Linked DNA regions of Mus musculus: region 1 is linked to region 2. A link is a contact called in public HiChIP or PLAC-seq data. All regions are on one chromosome and are shown on one strand. Each heading gives the region's core, a stretch centred on a gene start, on an enhancer-like site or on the middle of the called end of the contact. The rest is flanking DNA. Distances are from core to core; before and after follow the strand shown.

Evidence for each region. HiChIP or PLAC-seq counts read pairs in DNA pulled down with a chosen protein or histone mark.
Region 1: an H3K27ac HiChIP or PLAC-seq map of T-cell acute lymphoblastic leukemia shows a contact between it and region 2, with 6 times the contacts expected there. The contact joins two enhancer-like sites. A contact is called at or near these places in 3 of 115 datasets of contacts at active chromatin or transcription factors (T-cell acute lymphoblastic leukemia, acute myeloid leukemia and regulatory T cells).

Annotation. Positions count from the first base shown.
Region 1 is chr1:69,764,920-69,770,800 of GRCm38.p6, reverse strand. No RefSeq gene overlaps it. Among named protein-coding and RNA genes, the nearest start is that of Gm29822, 20 kb to the left of the region's middle. Within about 2 kb of position 1,775, at least 41 of the 459 cell types and tissues checked have an H3K27ac peak or open chromatin away from gene starts, as enhancers often do. A contact at or near this core is called in T-cell acute lymphoblastic leukemia, where this site is marked.
Region 2 is chr1:69,276,489-69,283,066 of GRCm38.p6, reverse strand. No RefSeq gene overlaps it. Among named protein-coding and RNA genes, the nearest start is that of Gm28497, 150 kb to the left of the region's middle. Within about 2 kb of position 1,961, at least 2 of the 459 cell types and tissues checked have an H3K27ac peak or open chromatin away from gene starts, as enhancers often do. A contact at or near this core is called in T-cell acute lymphoblastic leukemia, where this site is marked.

The DNA.
Region 1 (5,881 bases), core at 526-3,025, 490 kb before region 2:
AATAAAGACAATAAAGAAGCCATGTGAGCTCTTGAAGGAATCCCTTTGAAATGCATTATCAATAAAATCTATCGAGAAAGAGTGGTCGTTCGTATGGAGACTCTGTCCATACTCTGCTTCTCCCTGTTGTCAAAACTATTAACACAGAGATGAGTGACCCCGGGGCTATAAACCCTTGGTCATATACTGTTCGCTGATCTCCTGCGGAGAATGGCAAAATGCAACCGATTCCTGCATTGTCTCTTCCTGTTCGAAGACAACTTAGAAAATGTTCCCTGTTACCCAATAGTAGCTGTAGTGCACAAGGAAATATTGCAGGAAGTAGGGAAGGTTAGAAGAATCAGTTACCAACACTGACTCTGAAGGAGAGAAACTCGGGGCAAGCAGAACACACAAAGGCGCTCCAGGTCAAAAGCAGAAGTGGGGACCAGAGCTGCCTCTCCACGAAGAAAAGAAAAAACAGAACTTTCTTCTCTTGCCTGGAGCCTCGATTATTATTAAAACAAAGCTGAAGTAGGAATAACTGTATCTCTTTCAGGGCAACAGCAAAGTTCAGCAACATATTTAGCCTAAAATCCCACTTACACGAAGTCACAAAAATGGGAACCCTCATTGAGAATAATGAAATCTATAGTTCTACCGAAAAACTCCAAAGATAAAATTACTCAAATGGGAGCTTCGGTCAACAATATATTGAGAGAATGTGCTTCAATTTCACGTTTTCAAACTAATGATGGTTTGTGGATTTAGTGACTCTAGAGACAGAGTTCTCATTACCCTTTCAGTAGCTTTCCAAAGCTTATGATTTATAATATTATAGTTTGTTAATAAGAAGGCAAACAGTAGACAAGTAAAACCAACAACATATTAGAAGTACCCCAGTGAGATTTAACATTGCTTTCGCAGATATTGCTGGTAGATTTGATTTGTCTCATTATTAGCTACTTGATAAGATTAATACCTCTAACTACACTAATTTTTCAATATTGTATTTTGCCCATAATTTGAAATTTAAAGAGTATTTTAATGGGAAACGTGTCCCTATGTTGTTAAGAGTTTAGTGCTACTTTGTATTAGAAAGACTTTACTTGCTTTCCTCTTGAAGTTTCTACTTTTAGTGGAATTTCCACTTAAATTCTATTTGATAAAAGAAAAAAAAATCAATATTCTCAACCAAGAACAACATCCCTTACATTATTAGGAGTCAGAGTACTGCTATGTCCCCTGCCAGCTGCAAAGAAGGTAGGATCTACCAACTGAAGTCATTTATATTTGAAACAAGGTAATCTTTTGCTGATAACTGAACAATGCAAGCATAGTCTGTAATTTATGCAATTATGTCACTAATAAGTATTTTCTATCTTCTACAGAACACCGTGCTTGCCTCCTGTAGCAATCGGCAAGTTGTAAAGACTGAAAGGCCCTCTCCATACGACAAGTAGAAAAGACAACTAATCTGATTTCTGCCCCACCCAGCCTTTGATTTGATACTTGATATTAATTGTTTTTAACTGTGTGAATGTTATGTTATTTAGTGTGTCTAAACCACAAATGGCTCCTGGCAAGACCTCATACCATTAGAACAAGATTAACAGAAGAGAATTCAAAAACACTCATGGGGATTGTTTGTAGTGCTTTTTTTTTTTCTTTTTCCTCTTTCATTTTTGGAGGAGGGTGTGCTCTGTGGGACAGAAGACAGTTTAAAGCGACATTACAGCCCTGGATGAACAAAGAAGCCACTGACCGCAGCTGATGAGCGTGCTCTGGTGAGCAGAGGTTTGCAAGGCTCCTCAGCGGAGGGGAGGTTTCTAACGGTCTCCTGCTGACTTCAAATGTGTTCACAGCCTACACGCAGCAGCCACAGTGGAAACTTACCAGTGTGATAATAATCACTTTGACTGAGACTGTGGTGCGGACCCTCTTCCCCCAACCAGAAATCCCCCAACTAAAGGCGTCACCCCCTGAGGAGACACGAAGATGTAAAGACGCAAAAACAGGTGTGCTTTCCTCTGACATTCAGAAAAAGTGGGTATGTTAGGTCGTTTGCTCTCATATGCTCAAGAGTGCAAAAATTAGCAGGAATGAGCACAGAGCTCTGTGAGCTTTATGCATCCATGTGGAAGTATCTTAAAGCACGCATTGAGGTCATTTTGAAGTACAGTCTTGGAATAGGGCCCAAGTGGAAATTCATAGCCATTACCTCAGAAACAAGAAGTCTGGGATAGAGCTAGAACCCTTTTTTTGCTCGTGTTACCATCAGCGCACACACACACACACACACACACACACACACACACGCTTTGAAAACCTCTTCTTATAATTACTTTGGACAATTTCACCAGGTGAAGATGAACTGTGCTCTTGTGTTGTAGAAATGACGTACATGACAAAATGTCCTCTAGGATCAGCATCTCAAGCAAGGTCAGGTCACACAAGTAATCAAGTCGTTTTTAATTAAATTCAATGTTTTTATCTCTTTATAGAGCACAGAATACTCAGCCCTGTCTTGGCCATGTTTTCCACAACAGCCCGCTGAGGTCGGCATAACACTTAAAATGGTGTGGCGCTATAAGGTGTCCTTATATTACTTGAATTTACAAAGAATATGTAAGTAAATCAGAAAATATCCAAGTCATAGAAGATACTGAATATCACAAGTGTAGTTTTTCTGTATTTAACCAAGAGTCAAGTTCTTTGCAGTAAGGAAAACTCACAGGACATTCGGGAGGAAAGAACACAAGAGAAACTCTATTTCCCACACAGGCAGAGCGGGAGGTTCCCCCTATGGAGGTATATGCATTATTCATTCTTTTTCATGTCCTTATCTTGTGTACCAGTCAGAAGACTGGCAAACAAAAATCCTAAGAAATCAATAGCACGTTCTCTCTACAACTGGAACTGCTGCTGCCAGAAAAAGGTTAACCTTCCCTTCAGAATTAGAACCTCTGTGAATGCAAAGAAGGACAGCTTAATGAGAAACACATTTACATTGCCTGGAGATGGTTTTCAGTATGTTTTCCCCCAGAGCAGGTTATAGTTAACAGAGGACAGAGGATAAAGCCATGGCACATACAAGCATGATATGTGTTTAGATTTAATTTTCCACAAGTAACTAAAATATCCTGATTATGGCATATGGGAATCAAGTATAATAGTAATAATAATAAATAATAATAATGATGATAATAATAACAGATGGATAGATACTAGATAGTTAGATGATAGATACATAGATGATATATAAATAGATACATAAAGGAAGATCGATAGATAATAGATTAGATCCATCCATAGATAGATAGATAGATAGATAGATAGATAGACAGACAGACAGATAGTAGACAGACAAACAATAGATAAAACCTGGGAATGTCACTCAGCATGCTTACTTGGGATACCCAAGGCACTGGCTTACTCTCCAGATTAGAAAAAGTTACAAATAAAAGAGCTGGTAGCAGAATGACTTAAAAATCTCTACCATAATTCCAAAATTAAGAATTCAGACTACTTGCCTCAATTTAATTATCTTATGTGACAGTCAGTTTGTGCCCTTACATCATATTGATTGAATTTGTGGCAGTTCCAGCCTTGTGCTGCTAAGGCACAGCAAAGTGGCTGTTTTCTAGAGTGGATGTTTTACAATAATCTTTAATTTATATACATGACATTGTGATAAGGAACCAAAATTATCCATAGGAATGTACACTCTAACTAAGCAGTTGAATGTCATTTTTTGTTTATAATCACAAAGAAACCTGAAATTTTCCATCACTGAATGCTTTTCTTACTAAAACGGTATGATAACATGAACTCTACTGTACTTATTCCTATTATTTACTTCAATAGTACTCAGGAGTATACAGACGCCACACCCTCACCAAAATTCCTCCAAGCAGGAGGGGAAGAGTTAAATCTATATGTACATATGAAAACGGAGGCATGCACATATTAATAAGTTAACAGGAGTCTGCAGCTAGGCCAGGAATAGAATCCAGGTTACATATTTTTAGACAAGTGCTTCTTTAATTTTCACACACAATATGATACTTACCCATATGTTTTAAAAGGACACAGCTTTCAGCAACCGGAGTAGTAAGGAAGCAAATTTGAATAACCCTAGAACAGAATACAAATCTTCATGGCACCAGTGTAAGGGACTTGCAGTCTTCTCCTCACACTACTCTGGCATTCCTGAATTTCCTCTCCTCCCTAAGCTCCCTTCTCCACTTCCTCTTCTTCTAAGGAAACTTCTAGCTCTCCAGGACATAACAGCAATGATACCAGCTGCCATCACGGTCCAGATACCCTGGTAAGCACTTGACACAAACTGTGTGTCATGTGAGGTTTGCAACAATTCTATACAAGAAATGTTATGCCCAATGTATAGATAAAGAAACTGAGGCTTTTAGATTTAGCAAATGAAAACATGAGTTCTTTCAATGTTTCCCTGGGGGTATTGAACAAGCTTATATTGCAGCTTTTATTGTTTGTGTTAGGTTTTACTCCAAGTTCCTCAACAACAACAAAAAAGCAGGGGGAGAAGGTAACTAAGTGGTGACCATTGGTTTCCCTTCCGATGCACAAGCTAGGGGGTCTGAGAGTCAGTTGTATTTAAAAAGCCTTTACTTTGGGATTAAATACAACCTCAGTTATTTATTACTTATTTAAGTCTCTTGTTGCTATTCTCTCTTCTTTGAGGATGGTCTTAGTAATCACTCTCTCACAGGCATTTTGCAAGGATAAAAAGAGTAAACAATTCATGGAAATATTCAGTTTTCCACGTGGCACATTATAACTGTGTTAACAAATGCCACCCATGGACAATCTGAAAATCTGTTTGACATCCTGGACAGAACCAAGGGTCTAGGGAAAAAACTCAGAGAGCAACCCTTGCTCACTCAAATGTCCTAAAATAGCATAACAATACTTAACACAAAAGATTTGCTGCCCATATTATGGGGGGGGGGGCTAAATTGTCTCTACCTCTAATTCATCAGTATCTATTATTATATTTTCTGGATTTAAAAAAATGTATCAATATTTTTAATTTTGAAAACTACCCTGAAAAAAAAAAAAAAGATGCTAGCAGTACAGATAGGAAACAGTCACATGAATTTGTTAACCCCTCTGAGTAGATTACGATTCGAGGCGAGAGCATGAAGCCAGCGCTAGAGACCGGGACCCTGGCCACAGATTGCACACCTTCCCACCTTTATGACAATGTTTCTCACAGTGCTTTGTGCTTTATGATTTGACTCCCGTCATTCTACTACCCAGAGAGCATCTATAAAACATGCCTTACTGCTCCCCACTCCCAGTCTCTGAGCGCCTTGGAGGTCTTTGTAACATTAGATAGGCAGCATCTAGGCTGTGTCTTTCATGAGCGTAAAGGAGGCTCTGATGTCTTATTACCTGGCAGGACCTCTGCCTCGGAGTCAGAGCAGGACGAGCTCCACAGCTGATCACTCCATTTGCTACCCTGGGTTCCTTATGTCAAGTCAGCACATTACTGATGTCCTTTGAGTATTAAAACTTGAAAAACAGGGACCATAAAATTTGATATCACTCATTAAATTAAATGTAAAATGAAAATCTTACATAAATAAAATTTAGTGCTCACTCTTTGTAATGTGAAGGGTAATATATTCAAAAATAGCGTGTTTTTAATACTATGAAAAGATTTCAACATTAATAAGTCAGGCTTCTTGTATCTGCACCCTATGAACATCACTGTACAAATTCTTCAGGAACAAGCTCCGCGGATCTGTAAGTTAATCCAAGTTTTCAGGCTCTTATACTATTTCAAACAATGTGTGCAAGTATTTCAACTGTACCTTTGCTTTCTTATAAAGTCTCACACATGTGGAAACCTACAGAGAAA
Region 2 (6,578 bases), core at 712-3,211:
GGATGATCACAGTCAGCTATTGGATGGGTCACATGGCCCCCAATGGAGAAGCTAGAGAAATTACCCAAGGAGCTAAAGGGAACTGCAACCCTATAGGTGGAACAACAATATGAACTAACCAGTACCCGGGAGCTCTTGTCTCTAGCTGCATATGTATCAAAAGATGGCCTAGTCGGCCATCACTGCAAAGAGAGGCCCATTGGACTTGCAAACTTTATATGCCCGAGTACAGGGGAACGCCAGGGCCAAAAAGGGGGAATGGGTGGGTAGAGGATTGAGGGGGTGGGTATGGGGGACCTTTGGGATAGCATTGAAAATGTAAATGAGGAAAATACCTAATTAAAAAAAAAGGAAAAAAAAAACATTGTTGTCATTATTGTAGGCTGTTTCATTCACTCTAATAAATGCCTTAAGCAATGCATTTGCATTCTAAAATTGGAAAGCCATTGATTTGGGGGTTTCTTTGATGTATGCAAAATGCCTTAGCTTTTGCTGGAAGACAGCCTCTATTGCCCATTTCCAAGCTTTGTTCTGATCATCAACAGGTCGCCGATGGAGGCAGTCTGCTCCAAGTGACACTATTCAGACTATGCTGAGCCTCTGCTGCACAGAGACACAAAGGGCTTTGAAATGACCCTGCAGAAGCATCCAGCAACTCAACTGACTGCTGTACAGAGCTTCTGAAATTGTATTATGGGGACTACCACCTAATGGTCCCTTCCTTGCCTTTTATTTATAAAATTCAACTTTGTACTTTTACTCTAGCCTGGTTAAAGGACTTATTACACATATCTGAGACAACCTTTTCTCTGTCCTTACAGTGACAAAGTCACTAGAATGTCTTATTTTCAGATTAACTATCTGGAGCAAGCTCTCACCCCTCCATTTTATGTTTCCTTCTAACACTGCTGCACAGTGTTAGGAACTTATTTTGGGGGTGATGCAAAGCGGATCAGTCAGAGAAGAAGAAGACACAGACTGGATTTACCTGCCAGTGCCAAGGAACTGTGTTTAGAGGAACGGTGTTCTTTCCTGGTAGAACTCTGCCATGCTAAAGAGGAAAGCCAAAGCATCCAGTGAGTATTTGGATACTGTATTGTTGCTTAGCAGGGCTAATTGATTGGAAAATTGAAAATGTGTTCATAAATGCATTTGCTTTTTTATTTCTAGCAGATATTTTAAAGAGTAAGCATAATTAGACCAGTCAGCAGTGTCCGTAAATTAATAAGTGGGCATTCTTTAAAACAGCATGTAAATATTTGCTATCCCAGTGGGTATACCGTGGCTCTCATTTGAAAACGCTGAACTCAGCCAATGGTACCAGTACTTGAAAGAGTCTTCTTGTGGCTTCATTCTCCTGCTCTTTCAATTCCACTGTGCTAACCGAATACTGACTGCCTATCTTAACTGCTCCAACTCATGGTTTTATTAGTCTATTGAATAATTCCTGAAACAGTAAGGGGTAAATAGAACTGGTAACCCACTTTGTAAGTGAGGAGCCAGAGAGAGCCAGGATAGTCTATCAAAAAATCTAGTATGACAGAGTAGGATAGAGCAATACTGCAGCATACGACTAAACGAAGTTATTTTCCAGAGAGATGGAAGCCCATGAGTGGGTTTCTTCATTTTTGATGTCTTGGGCTTTTTAATAAACTACACTTTGATAAAAGAATTGTCTTCTTAAAGAAAAGGAAAAGTAAATAAAAGGAAAGGAAGATTGAAAGAAAACTTAAAAAAGAGAAAAATGCAAACACTCTGGGAGTAGATAGCCCCCAGCGACTGAGATCTTGCGAGATCTGCCTACAGCTTTGAATTAAACTGGATTGGCCATTGTGTGGGCCCCGATATTTTCCTGTCAACAATCTGGCAGATGCTTTCTGGATCTCACAGATATCTAACCATGTGCAAGCACGAGAATTGTCACAGAAAGGATCAAAGGAGAGGTAGAAAGGATGTACTTATGATGGAGTGGGGCTCTCGCAGGTGCAGGTGGAGTAGTGATATTTTCAGCAAAGAGAATGCAGGCAGTAGCTCTCAGAAGCCAAGAAAGTGTCCAAAAGCGCTGAGTGGCAGAGATAGAGATGTGGTGAAAGTGAGACTGGCACAAGGGGAGCGGCGTCTTTAGAGTTTAGAACATCAATATCCCATAACTCTGGGCACTGAGTCATGGCAGACTAAGGAGGGAGGGAAGGAAGATGGAGGGACGGGGAGAGGGAGGGAGAGACGGAGGAGAGAAGAGACAGAGACAGAGACAGAGACAGGCATAGAGAGTGAACAGGCAAGAGACCCAGACAGGGTATCATCAGACAACACGGGCTGACCGGAGGAATGGCGGTATGCTTTTTGATTGACAAAGTGTGATTTTCCTGAATGATATCAGGAATGTATGTTCCATCATTAATAATCACTATAATATTTAGGGAAAGTTAGATTTTGTGATTGGGCTAAATGAGTTGATAGCTCATTTCTACCTTGGCACACGTGCACCACTGCCAATATGTAAATTTGGAGATGATTATTCTCCTATCACAATGTATGGACAGAAATAAACATTTGAAATTGCCTGTGGCAGCCGGGGAGGTAGCTCAGTGGTAGAGTACTTTCTTACACCCCTGAGGCTCTGAGTTGTTTGATAAGGGAAAATGTTATAAACATATCTGGAAGCGATTCTCCAAGAGAAATATCAGGTGACAAAATAAAAACCAGCCTTTGAATATGAAGCAGTTTTTAAATTTATTTTGCCTTTTCTATAAGTAGATAATTTTTAAAAAATATTTTTATTATGTATTTTCCTCAATTACATTTCCAATGCTATCCCAAAAGTCCCCCATACCCCCCCTCCATTCCCCTACCCACCCATTTCCACTTTTGGCCCTGGCGTTCCCCTGTACTGGGGCATATAAAGTTTGTGTGTCCAATGGGCCTCTCTTTCCAGTGATGGCTGACTAGGCCATCTTTTGATACATATGCAGCTAGAGTCAAGAGCTCCGGGGTACTGATTAGTTCATAATGTTGTTGCACCTACAGGGTTGCAGATCTCTTTAGCTCCTTGGGTACTTCCTCTAGCCCCTCACTTTGGGGGCCCTGTGATCCATCCAATAGCTGACTGTGAGCATCCACTTATGTGTTTGCTAGGCCCTGGCATAGTCTCACAAGAGACAGCTATATCACGGTCCTTGCAACAAACGCTTGCTAGTGTATGCAATGGTGTCATCGTTTGGAGGCTAATTATGGGATGGATCCCTGGATATGGCAGTCTCTAGATGGTCCATCCTTTTGTCTCAGCTCCAAACTTTGTCTCTGTAACTCCTTCCATGGGTGATTGTTTCCAATTCTAAGAAAGGGCAAAGTGTTCACACTTTGGTTTTTGTTCTTCTTCAGTTTCATGTGTTTTGCAAATTGTATCTTATATCTCGGGTATACTAAGTTTCTGGGCTAATATCCAGTGATAATATCTTATCAGTGAGTACATATCATTTAAGTTCTTTTGTGATTGTGTTACCTCACTCAGGATGATGCCCTCCAGGTCCAACCATTTGCCTAGGAATTTCATAAATTCATTCTTTTTAATAGCTGAGTAGTACTCCATTGTGTAAATGTACCACATTTTTTGTATCCATTCCTCTGTTGAGGGGCATCTGGGTTCTTTCCAGCTTCTGGCTATTATAAATAAGGCTGCTATGAACATAGTGGAGCATGTGTCCTTCTTACCAGTTGGGACATCTTCTGGATATATGCCCAGGAGAGGTGATAATTTTTTTAAATCTAACTCTTTTGTTTAATTGGGAAAATGTTTGGTACGCGTACAAAGGAGACTGATAAGGATCTTGAACCTTTCACAAGGATCTAACCTCATTTTTGCACTGTGCTGGTCTAACTAAAAGGTGAGCTATGCATGTGTGATATGTAACAATTATGTTGAAGCAAGCTGAGTCTGGAGTATGGAATTTTTGTAGACTATTATATGGAATATGAAACTTTCTTCTCCTGACCCTCTCCTTTATCGGTTCCTAATGGCTTTCCCTGCTTCATCTTACTGCTCACTTTTCCTTCTGGGAAAACTAAAAGGTGATCTGTTGTGTCCTGGTTCTTTCCTCTCCCCCACTAACACTGGTACAAAATCCTCGCAGAAACAGTGTGCCTGGTTCATTAGCATGACGTCTTCCTTGTAGGGACTTTTCCAATTCCCATATTATATTAACTCCCCTAAGCTTTTATCTTTCTTGTAGGTCTATAGACAGCTCGACTCAATAATAACTTTTACCATCTACAGCCAAAGATACGTATTGTCTGACCTCCATTCAGCAACAGTGTTCTGTTTCTTATCTCCCTCAGCTGCACTAATGCTAATTTCTCTCTGCTCCATTCTGTGTCGTTTTTCTGCACTTGGCCCTTTCAGAGGCACTCTGTTTCTTCTATTTCTGATGGCCACAATTGCCTAATATCTTATTATGCACCACTATCGGCTCAGTTTTCCCAAGGCGTTTAGAGTGTAGGAGTCAGAGAGACAAAACGGTCTGGACGCAGCACTTATTGAAACAGGCACAAGCTTTATTGATGACTTTGGTTTGAAAATCTCTTCCAAGCAAAACTGTCTCCTGATACATTCTTCGGAGAAAAGAGGTGAGCTCACATCCACCAATACTGCCCACATAGACTGTTAGTTATCCTGTGTTCGGTGTGCACCTCAGCCCCTACATTTCCTCTTGCCAGAGACCCCTGCTTTTATTCATGTCCCTTGACATTTATTCTTTCTTCATGCCAGATTGGCAGTGCCTGGATTCTTGTCCAGGAAGCTAGTATCCAAATCATCCTTATGAGTTAACAATATATTCACATGCAAGAGATAAACTGATAAATGAGAATCTTCCCTTAGGTCCCGAATTCCTATGAGTGATTGTTTTATCTTGATTTAGAATCTCCAGGCAAACACACATCTGGATGTGTTTATGAAGGCATTTACCGAAAGGTTTAACTGGAGGGCCATCCCTTGGTGTGAACAGTAAGATCCATAGGCTGGGGTCTAATACTACTAGAGAGTGAGGAACAGGAACCCCAGCCTTCCTTTCCTTGCTTCATGACTATAAAAGAAAACATGACCAGGTGCCTCGTGCCTCTGCCACTGTGCCTTCCTTGCCTCAGTGGTCTGTGTTCTTTCTTTAAGACTAAGCCAAAACAAACCCTTCCTCCCCTGAGATGTTTCTTGTTGGGCTTTTATACAAGCACAGCAACATGAAAAGTGTGAACACACTCTTGATGTTTGTGAGACTGTGCTAGTATAATAAAGGTCAGGGATGGAACCCCCATCTTTCATACCAGCATAATTGACTTGGTGAATGAACTCATGAATGAGTAAGTTGGTTGGGCTACAGCCCCACCTTTTTTCCCACCCACATTCCATTTTTAAAATTCCACTGGAAAACCAGTGGGAGCGGAGAACGCTGGAATGAGGAGAGGGAATGTCTGACCGTTCCTTTCGCATCCCCTGCAAGGCATTGTGTGACAAAACCAGAAAAGAATCTCAGCCTCTCTAAGTGTTGTGTTGTCTGATATTTTGGCATTAAAAAAAAAGCTCCAGTCATGTTATTCTGTCTTTCAAGTGTGATGTATGAAGGTGAGAAAATAAGGTCTTATTTTCAAGACTCCTTGCCCCAGTGCAAATTGAAAACCGTGGGACTTGGTTGATAAACAAACATGAGAGAGATCCTTCATTTAGAAAGGGCGGGACACCAGTAAAGCTTGCATTCAAGTGTTTTTCTTTTCCTGGTGGCCTGCTTCTGTAGAGGACAGCCTGAAACACCCGTGACTATGTTAATCCTCACAGTGGCGCAGGGCTGGAAACGCAAAGCATGCCCACACACTTTTCTTCTTTGGTTCTTGTCATGAACACCATAAGCTTTAGCTCCTGTCACTCTCTCACCACACTGGAGCCACATAAGCTTGCTGTTCTTGGAACTATTCCCCAGCCCCTCCTTCCCTGGAGCCCTGGAACTGTTATACCTTGCTATGGAGTGTTCTCTCCACTGCCTTCCTTGCTGCCCTCTTCGTTTACATCCTGTTTCTCATTTACATCTTGTTCCCCAAGGAGATGTTCTTTGGGTTCCCAGTGATGCTCCTCACTATTCTTCTCTATTTGTTCTCCTTAACCATCTCCATGGGATCCTTAGGAAGCAGTTCCCAATTGTTTTACCACTTGTTTGTCTTCTACAAATACACTGGAGACTGATGGAGGTAGGGATTATGCCTGAGATGACACCCGTTGACAATCCTAGAACATACTAGGTCCTTAGTTAGCAAATGCTGAATGCATTGTGGCACAGCAAGCACTTGAGCTCCTAACTCACCAATTGGGAAACAAGACTCAGGTTCCTCACACTACTTGTCTGCCTCTGACACTGGCACTCCACAGGAGTAGAAGTGGATGTAGAAGGGAAGACATTTGCTCATGATTAAATGGAGGTGTGTTTTGCTCTAGTCTTTCTTTGCCTCATTCTTTTATCTCTGTGTTCTGGATAAGATGAGCAGGTGGAATTGATTGAAAGCACAGGGGGAAGGGACTTGTGTGTGAGAATGGCTGC